Regions from separate parts of the Sus scrofa genome. Here region 1 is linked to region 2. A link is a contact called in public Hi-C data. All regions are on one chromosome and are shown on one strand. The core of a region is the stretch at or near the end of the contact, and the rest is flanking DNA. Distances in the headings are between cores, read along the strand shown.

The links. Hi-C and Micro-C count contacts between places; a contact is called where the count stands out from the background.
Region 1: a contact with region 2 is called in a Hi-C map of skeletal muscle, with 2.5 times the contacts expected there. The contact joins two enhancer-like sites. A contact is called at or near these places in 4 of 47 Hi-C or Micro-C datasets (liver, mesenteric adipose tissue, retroperitoneal adipose tissue and 1 more).

Annotation. Positions count from the first base shown.
Region 1 is chr2:16,251,923-16,255,988 of Sscrofa11.1, reverse strand. No RefSeq gene overlaps it. Among named protein-coding and RNA genes, the nearest start is that of CREB3L1, 33 kb to the right of the region's middle. Within about 2 kb of position 1,683, at least 35 of the 83 cell types and tissues checked have an H3K27ac peak or open chromatin away from gene starts, as enhancers often do. A contact at or near this core is called in retroperitoneal adipose tissue and skeletal muscle, where this site is marked.
Region 2 is chr2:15,961,401-15,965,062 of Sscrofa11.1, reverse strand. The region is part of intron 1 of AMBRA1 (activating molecule in BECN1-regulated autophagy protein 1); the gene reads right to left. Among named protein-coding and RNA genes, the nearest start is that of AMBRA1, 28 kb to the right of the region's middle. Within about 2 kb of position 2,217, at least 31 of the 83 cell types and tissues checked have an H3K27ac peak or open chromatin away from gene starts, as enhancers often do. A contact at or near this core is called in retroperitoneal adipose tissue and skeletal muscle, where this site is marked.

The DNA of each region.
Region 1 (4,066 bases), core at 434-2,933, 290 kb before region 2:
CTAGGGGTTGAATCGGAGCTGTAGCCACCGGCCTACGCCAGAGCCACAGCAACGCAGGATCCGAGCCGCGTCTGCAACCTACACCACAGCTCACGACAACGCCGGATCGTTAACCCACTGAGCAAGGGCAGGGACTGAACCCGCAACCTCATGGTTCCTAGTCGGATTCGTTAACCACTGCGCCACGACGGGAACTCCTCTGTGTGTTTTTTATATGCTTTGATCAATCAAAGGAGAATTTGATTGAATTGGGGGTGAGGTGGGGAGGGGTCAAGGATGGGGTCTCTGAGGAAACGATGCTTACTTAGGATGAGAGCCAAAAATTTAGGCGGTGAGGAAGGGCAGAAAAGCACACCAGGCAGGAAGGAGAGGCTGCACAAAGGGTGGGAGGTGGGAGGGTGAACACTGACCAGGAAGGGAGACCCCCAGTGTGGCCGCAGCTGAGTTGGGGGTGGGGTGGGGGATGGTGCACCAACCATACAGGCCTCATAGGCCTTCTGGAAAGGTCAGGCCTTTATGCCGAATACCACTATAGTGCCGAGATAGAAAGCTTTGGAGACCCAGAGACATGTCACTCTGCTGGACAGCAGAACAGGGAGGGCGGTCTTGCAGAGGTGACTCACATCTTAAGCTTTGGAGAATGAGTAAGAGGAAGCCAACTGGAGGAGGAGGGGGAGAAAGGTGTAAATTCCTTTGAAGGGGTTCAACAGCAGTAAAGATACCCAAGACCTTGGGTCAGGTGGTCTCAAGCAGGGTCCAACACCCAAGACAAGCTCCGAAAGGTGTCCGATAGAAAATGGCAGAGGAGAGTGGGCTTGGGGGGGTCCCAGGCTGGGCAGCCTTAAGCAGAGAAAGGCATGGCCAGACACGATTGTAGATTCTGGCGGTGTGTGAAGGATGGATTTGAAGGAGGCGGGAGTGTAGCAGGGAGCTCTTTGAGGAGAATTTGTTAATAGCCAATGAGAGAGGGACACCTAAGCCAAGCTGGCTGGAATTAGGATGGAGAAATGGAGAGTGCCTGGAGAGGTGCTGGGGGTGGGGGGGATGCGAGGCAGCTGCGATGATGGGGTGATTGGGAGTGCCATCACTGAGATGGACAATTACAGGAGCCAGACGCTGCGAGTTGGAGGTGCGTGCAGGGCAAGCCAAATGGAACTGTCCCGCCAGCGAAGAGATGGGCGCGCCGAGCACTGCGGATGGAGCTGAGAGTGGGAGGCGCCTCCTGTGGGTGGTTATTAACCACTCGCGGCAAATGAGTTGGTCCGGAGGAGGGCAGAGGAAGAAGAAACTGAGTGGGTCGGTGGGGACCAGAAGGAATGAGATTGGGGCGGGTGCAGGCCAGAGAGGACAGGAAGGGAAGGACCACGCCGACGCTGAGCAGCGCCCCGGGAGGTCAGCTCCGCGCGGGGCTGGGCGGACTTGGGGGCGCGGGCGGGTGTCGGCATCTCCTGCCTCCCCGCCGGGCTGCAGGCGGAGCCTGGGTGCGCGAGGCGTCGGCAGGCGCTGCAGAGCCAACCCCGGCCAGGGCCTTCCCGCAGCTCCTTGGGCTGCCTCGGCTGCAGCCGCCGGGAACAGCAGGGCATCCGCGCGGCTGGGCCACCCCGGCCATCCCGGCCACCCCAGGCTTCCCGCGTGTCCAGGCCGCGCCTCCCCACCGCCCGCGGACCTGGCGACGTCACTGCGGCTCTGACGCGCGCTAATGGAGGCACGGGTGGAGGCGGCGTGGCGCGGGCATCCTCCCGGGAGGTCCCGGTCCTTGCAGCCCGCGGCCGCGTTCTTGGCCCTACTCCAGGGGAACCTCGATTTTCCAAACTCGGGAAGGCCGGCTGTCCTTCGGCTACTGATAAGGACGCAAGCGCCGGGTAAAAGATTTTAACAATGCCCGGAAAGAAATAGTCGGACCCAAGAAAGAGACTAATAATAGCCGCCAGCTAGAGTTCTGCTCCTGTGCTCAGCGGTCTTAAGAACAATAATAACGACAACAACCACAATAGCCACCATTTATTGAGCGCTTACTCTGTGCCAGGCACTGTGTTAAGCGCTTTGCAGGCAACAACCCTCGGAGGTAAGTACCGTTATTATCCCTATTTTGCAGGAAACAGGGGCACAGAGAGGTTAAGTAACTCGCCCCAGGCACACAGCTAGCTGATGTCAGTGCCAGAATTCCAACCCAGGCAGTCTGATCCCATGTAATCGTCATGTCAACCCACTAAGGTCGGGATCATTTTCTCCATCTTAAAGATGAGGAAACTAAGGCACAGGGAAATTTAAGTACCTTGCCCAAGGTCACCTAGCTTGAAAATAGATGAGGCAGAAAGCGAACCCAGGGCTCCTCTCTGTCCGCAGAACCCGCGGTCTTGGCCAAAGGCGATGCCACTTCCAAACCACCTCCGACAGCCCAGCAGGCTTTGGCCCCGGGTCCCAAGAGGCGCAGCCTCTCCTGGGTTTGGGTGGTTTCCCGCGGCCTCCGATCCCCGGGTGAATTGGATGTTTCCGAGCATCATCCTGCTCAGCCCGAAGGCATCAGATAGAGACGCGTCTCCCGAAATCTGATCTGGGACCGGGCTGTGCAGTCCTGGGAAGGGATGGAGCGGGGGCGGAGGCAGCGGGAGGGATCCCGGGTCCCACCTGCAGAGCAGCAGAGCTGATGGTTTGCCCTGGCGTGGCCGGCAGAGGGCGCTGCCGCACGCGCCTCGGGTCCTACGGTCACCAGACTGCGGGGCGGGCGGGCCTCAGCATGCAGGCGCAGTAACCTCAAAACCCCGAAGCTGGAACCTTTCTTTCCTGGTAGCTGGCAACTTCACCTCTGCCCTGGGCTTGATTTTCCTGACCACTCCTCCCCATCTTCTTTGTCTTCAAGGTTTTCCCTGTCCCTGCACTGCTCGTTTGGTCACCTTTTGAGAGAAAAGAACACTGATCCCATTAAAAGGCCCTGTTGTTTGCCAGGTAAAACTCCACCTCGTCTCCCCTTCTCATAGATCCTTTGGTGATGCCAAATGGGCAAAAATCATCCATTAGAACAGATAACTTTCTGTCCTTCTCCAAAATAGGACTAGAGAATTGGTTAAGGAAGGAGCAGATAGATAAAAAGGATCTATTTTTAAAATAGCTACAGTGTATTAGGTGCTTGTTTTATGCTGAACCCTTTCTGTGTCTTGACTCCTTAATCCTCATCAGCCCTAAAAGGTATGCATTATTACTCTCATTTAACAGATGAGGTCACCAGACTGGTAAGTAGCAAGGCTGGGACTCCACTAGGAATATCTGACTTTAAAAGCCATGTTCCTGTCACCCAGAATGCACATGCTGATGCAGCTGAACAGAAGAGGTAAGAGACAAACCATGCCAAACACAAACCAAGATTTGCCCTAAGAGTGCTCAGAAATACCACATGTGAATCAGGGGCTTCAATAACTTTCTGAGCCTCAATCTGGGACTCTGTCTAAAACAGAAAAACAAACCTCAAAGTGCAATGAGAGAAGAATAGGAATGAGGCATTTAGCTTTCCCTTGGAAGAGCAGCTGGAGAGGCCCACTCACTTTCTATGTCTGGGCTCTGAGGAAATAAAGGTGGTTCTAGGAAAATCTGAAAAGTAAGAGAGGAAAAAAAAAATCCCTTCTGTGGTTTTTTTCTTTAACCAAGCCTCATTTTGCTATTTGTGTTTTATTTTAAAACTAATGTGGCTCTCCCCACCCTTTAAATTGGCACGTAAATAGCAAAAACAGAAGGAAGGCCAGCTACAAACTTCAAATGTGGTGGGTTTCTCAGGAAGGAGGTACATGACTTGAAGTGGAAATGAGGATTAAATGAGGTGCCTTAAACATTTCAAAGACAGACTTTCCACAAGGACTGTGGATCATAAGCCTTTAGAACAGGAGCTTTGTCTGGGTTTGGGCTTGGTAGAGTGTCCAGAATTTGTGAGTGCCCCAAAATGTGGAAAACGAATCACACTTCTAGTGTCTGTCTGCATCATCTAATCATCTCGGCCACCGCTCTGCTTACAGCTTTAAAGGTTGGCTTCTGGAGGATTTTCCTGTTCTCAGATGTCAGACACACATCCTCCCTC
Region 2 (3,662 bases), core at 968-3,467:
TTGCCTCTGTATATTTCTTGTAAACACTGACCAGATTTAGGTTAAGTGGTCTGGGCAAGAATGCTTCACGGGTGATGCTGTCCAAGTCCTTCGTGATGCAGCACATCATATCCTCAGACTGTCTCAGTTAGTTAGACGGTAAACGGCATGATCATTTGGCAACACATGATCACTAAGATGAGTCTGTATCAGCCAGGTTCTCTTTATAAAGGTGTATTTCCCCCTTTACAATTAGCCCCTGTGGCTAACGTTTGGCACCCTGTTTCTCTTCAACCTTTTGCTTAACAGTTTAGCAGTTACTGATGATTCTTTCTTAAATTATTTCATGTTGATTTTCCACTCCCATCATTATTTCTACATTTATTAGCTGGCATTCTTCTGGAGAGAACTTTCCCTTAATAACTGAAGCAGAGTAAACACTTTATTTTTTCCCTTTAATTACTACCTCTTATTGTTTGTAACAGCAAAAATTGGGGACAACCCAAGTGTCCATATGAAGGGGAAGAGATGACTAATAGGGTAAGCAAGATTCTCTGGGTACCAATAAAAGAGATCTACAAGATACAGTGTTCAGAAGAGGGAAAAGCAAGGGGAAATTAATGGTCACTTATTAGGGACTGAGGGAAAAAGGTGAATGGAGACAAAGATGAAAACTAGACTCCTCTTTTTGTTTGTTTTTTGGTTTTTCATCTTTTTAGGGCCACACCTGCAGCACATGGAAGTTCCCAGGCTAGGGGTCGAATCGGAGCAGCAGCTGATGCCGGCCTACACCACAGCCACAGCAACACCAGATCCAAGGCACTTCTGCAACCTACATTGCATCTTTCGGCAATGCCAGATCCTTAACCCACTGAGCAAGGCCAAGGATCGAACCCACATTCTCATGAATACTAGTCAGGTTCTTAATCCACTGAGCCACAATGGGAATTCCAAAAGCTAGACTTCTCAATGTTTTTGTTTTATGTTATTTTTACTATTTATTTATTTATTTGTTTGTCTTTTCAGCACCGCACCCCATGACATATGGAGGTTCCCAGGCTAGGGGTAGAATCAGAGCTACGCCACAGCCACAACAACGTGGGATCCAAGCTGAGTCTGCAACCTACACCACAGCTCACAGCAACGCCGGATCCTTAACCCACTGAGAAAGGCAAGAGATCAAACCCGTGTCTTCATGGATGCTAACTGGATTCGTTTCCACTGAGCCATGCTGGGAACTCCCATTTTTATTTTTAAAATTATCTATTCAAAATTTAATTTTAAATATTTAATGATATGGAAAAAACACATTAAGTGAAAAAAAGCAAAATACAAAATTATATACACAATGTGATATAAGAAAAATCTTTGAGACTAATAATACAAAAGAAATAGAAAAAGTATTAAACCATGGTTACCTTTGGGTGGTAGGATCATAGATGACTTAATCATCAGGAAAGGCAGTGTTCTCTTCAGTTGTTAAATTTAAAAAGTAATAAATACTTATAAAAAATCAAACAATAATCAGCTCTTTACAGTTCATGAAAGGCTACAATCTAAAAAGTACACAACTAGATGCATCCAAATACAGAAGGAAAAATATATTTATCACCTGTGCTAAGAGCTTTTTTCCCTGGAATATTAAAACATAAAAAGTCAGAAAGATTCTATAGAAAGACATAACTCCAAGTTGCCAGTCACATACAGCACCAAGTTCCCTAATGGGTGACTGCAAACTCAAGCCTGTATACTCATAATACAGTTTTCACCCCCAGTAGCATACGATATAAATATCTACACACTGAATATGTCAACACACCGAAGGCCAACCTCCTGAATAAACTAAGGATGAACTAACTGGAAGGAAATAATCTCCTTGATGACCCTGACAACTCATGGTTTAAGATCAAAAGTCTGGAAACAAAACTGCCACACAGCTGAATAATTACGAACCCGGAAGGTGGCAGAAATATAGTTCCCATCTGTTCACCTTAACCCTTAACTGAGTCTGTAATTTTCTGGGAGCCAATCATTCTTTTACCTAATTTAGAGAGAAGTTCAGCAGAAATGAGTTTTGAGGGTCTTTTGTCCCACAGTGTAACAGTAAAAGTACTTTCAAAGAAATGCATATAAATCATTTATAATCTTATAACATGTGCTGAAAACAGCAGCAATCCAATTCCTAAAAAAATCTGACCTTCTGACCTCATGTTACTCAAGAGGAAGAAGAAAATATAGGTCACAAACATCGTATGATTCAGAAAACTGTGATGCAATCTGAAGTTCTTACAGGAATCACAAGGACAAGGAAAGAGCTGCTGCAAATAGCAGTTATCAAGAAAAAACTAAAGCTCAGGACTACCGAAGAGCTTGTCTACCAATTCCCAAGGACCTAAACACACTAAAAATTCCAACAAGACAAAGTCTGATGATGGCAAGAAGTCAATAGGACTAAAACAACTGCACAGTCTCTCTTTTGTCTGAAGAAAAATATTTGCTCTGCTTCTTTAAAAAGATAAGGAACTTTCTCCTGATGTACTCCTTACAGCCACCTGAGTAGAAATTTTATTTGTTCTCTACAAAGAACAAAAGGAACTAAATCAAACTGTAGTCAGGCAGGCCTCTTGCTGAGGAGGAAGTGCCAGTCAAACATGTTTTTCATTCTTCTTTTTAAAAAGGAGGAAGAAATAAGTTTCCTAATCTGTCCCTGAACCAGACTGGGACAAAGGGTGCCAAGAATAGTCTTTGTGATACCATTACACAGTCCCCAGAATCAATTCTCAATCACCTAAAGTCTTAAATAAGTACAACCAAAAGGATGTGCCTGGGATATGTACATTACACAAATGCTAAGATTCCACCCCATTTCCAACCACCTCTCCCTCCGTAACAATGAGAAGAGAATCACCTTGAAAGGTTTTCTCTGCTTAATCCTAGAATATAATTTAAAAACCACTAAAAAAAAAAAAAATCACCTAGAGATTATACACAACCCAGTAGAAACACAAGTTATAGATGTATAGGTTCCCCTTGCAATTTGATCATCTTATGCTATTCACTCCACTGTCTAGCAATATGATTTAGGGCAAGTTACTTAACCTCTCTGAGATTTAGCTGCCTCCTTTGTAAACAGCAATCACAGTATCTGCTTCATCATGTTGTTGTGAGGTTACTGAAATCAAAAAAGAGTGGTGGAGGAGTGCTCCTATGGCACAGCGGGTTAGGGATCTGGCATCACTGCAGAGGCTTGAGTTGCTGCTGTGGCACAGGTTCAATCCCTGGCCCTGGGAACTTCCACATTCCTCAGGCACAGCCAAGAAAAAAAGAAAAGAGTGGTGAAGCATTAACACCGTTGCTGCTATTGTTGTCATTATTTTTGAATCCTCTTCAGGGTTAACTATGGTTTCCTTCAACAAACAACAGAGCCAACTAAAACCCCTGAGACCCGAAATGCCACAATTCTCAAGAGTAGCAGATTTCTAAGAAACATCTCAAAGGCTGTTACCAAACAAGTAAAAAGTACTCAGGAAAAGTACTCATCTGTATAACCAAAGTAATTAAATAAGTTTGGGCTACTTCTACATAAAAAGTGAATCAAAAAACAGAACCAACAACTTAGAACTTTATCTACAAAACCTGGCTAATAATTCAGACACCAAATCCTCTCTACCAACAGCATTCCA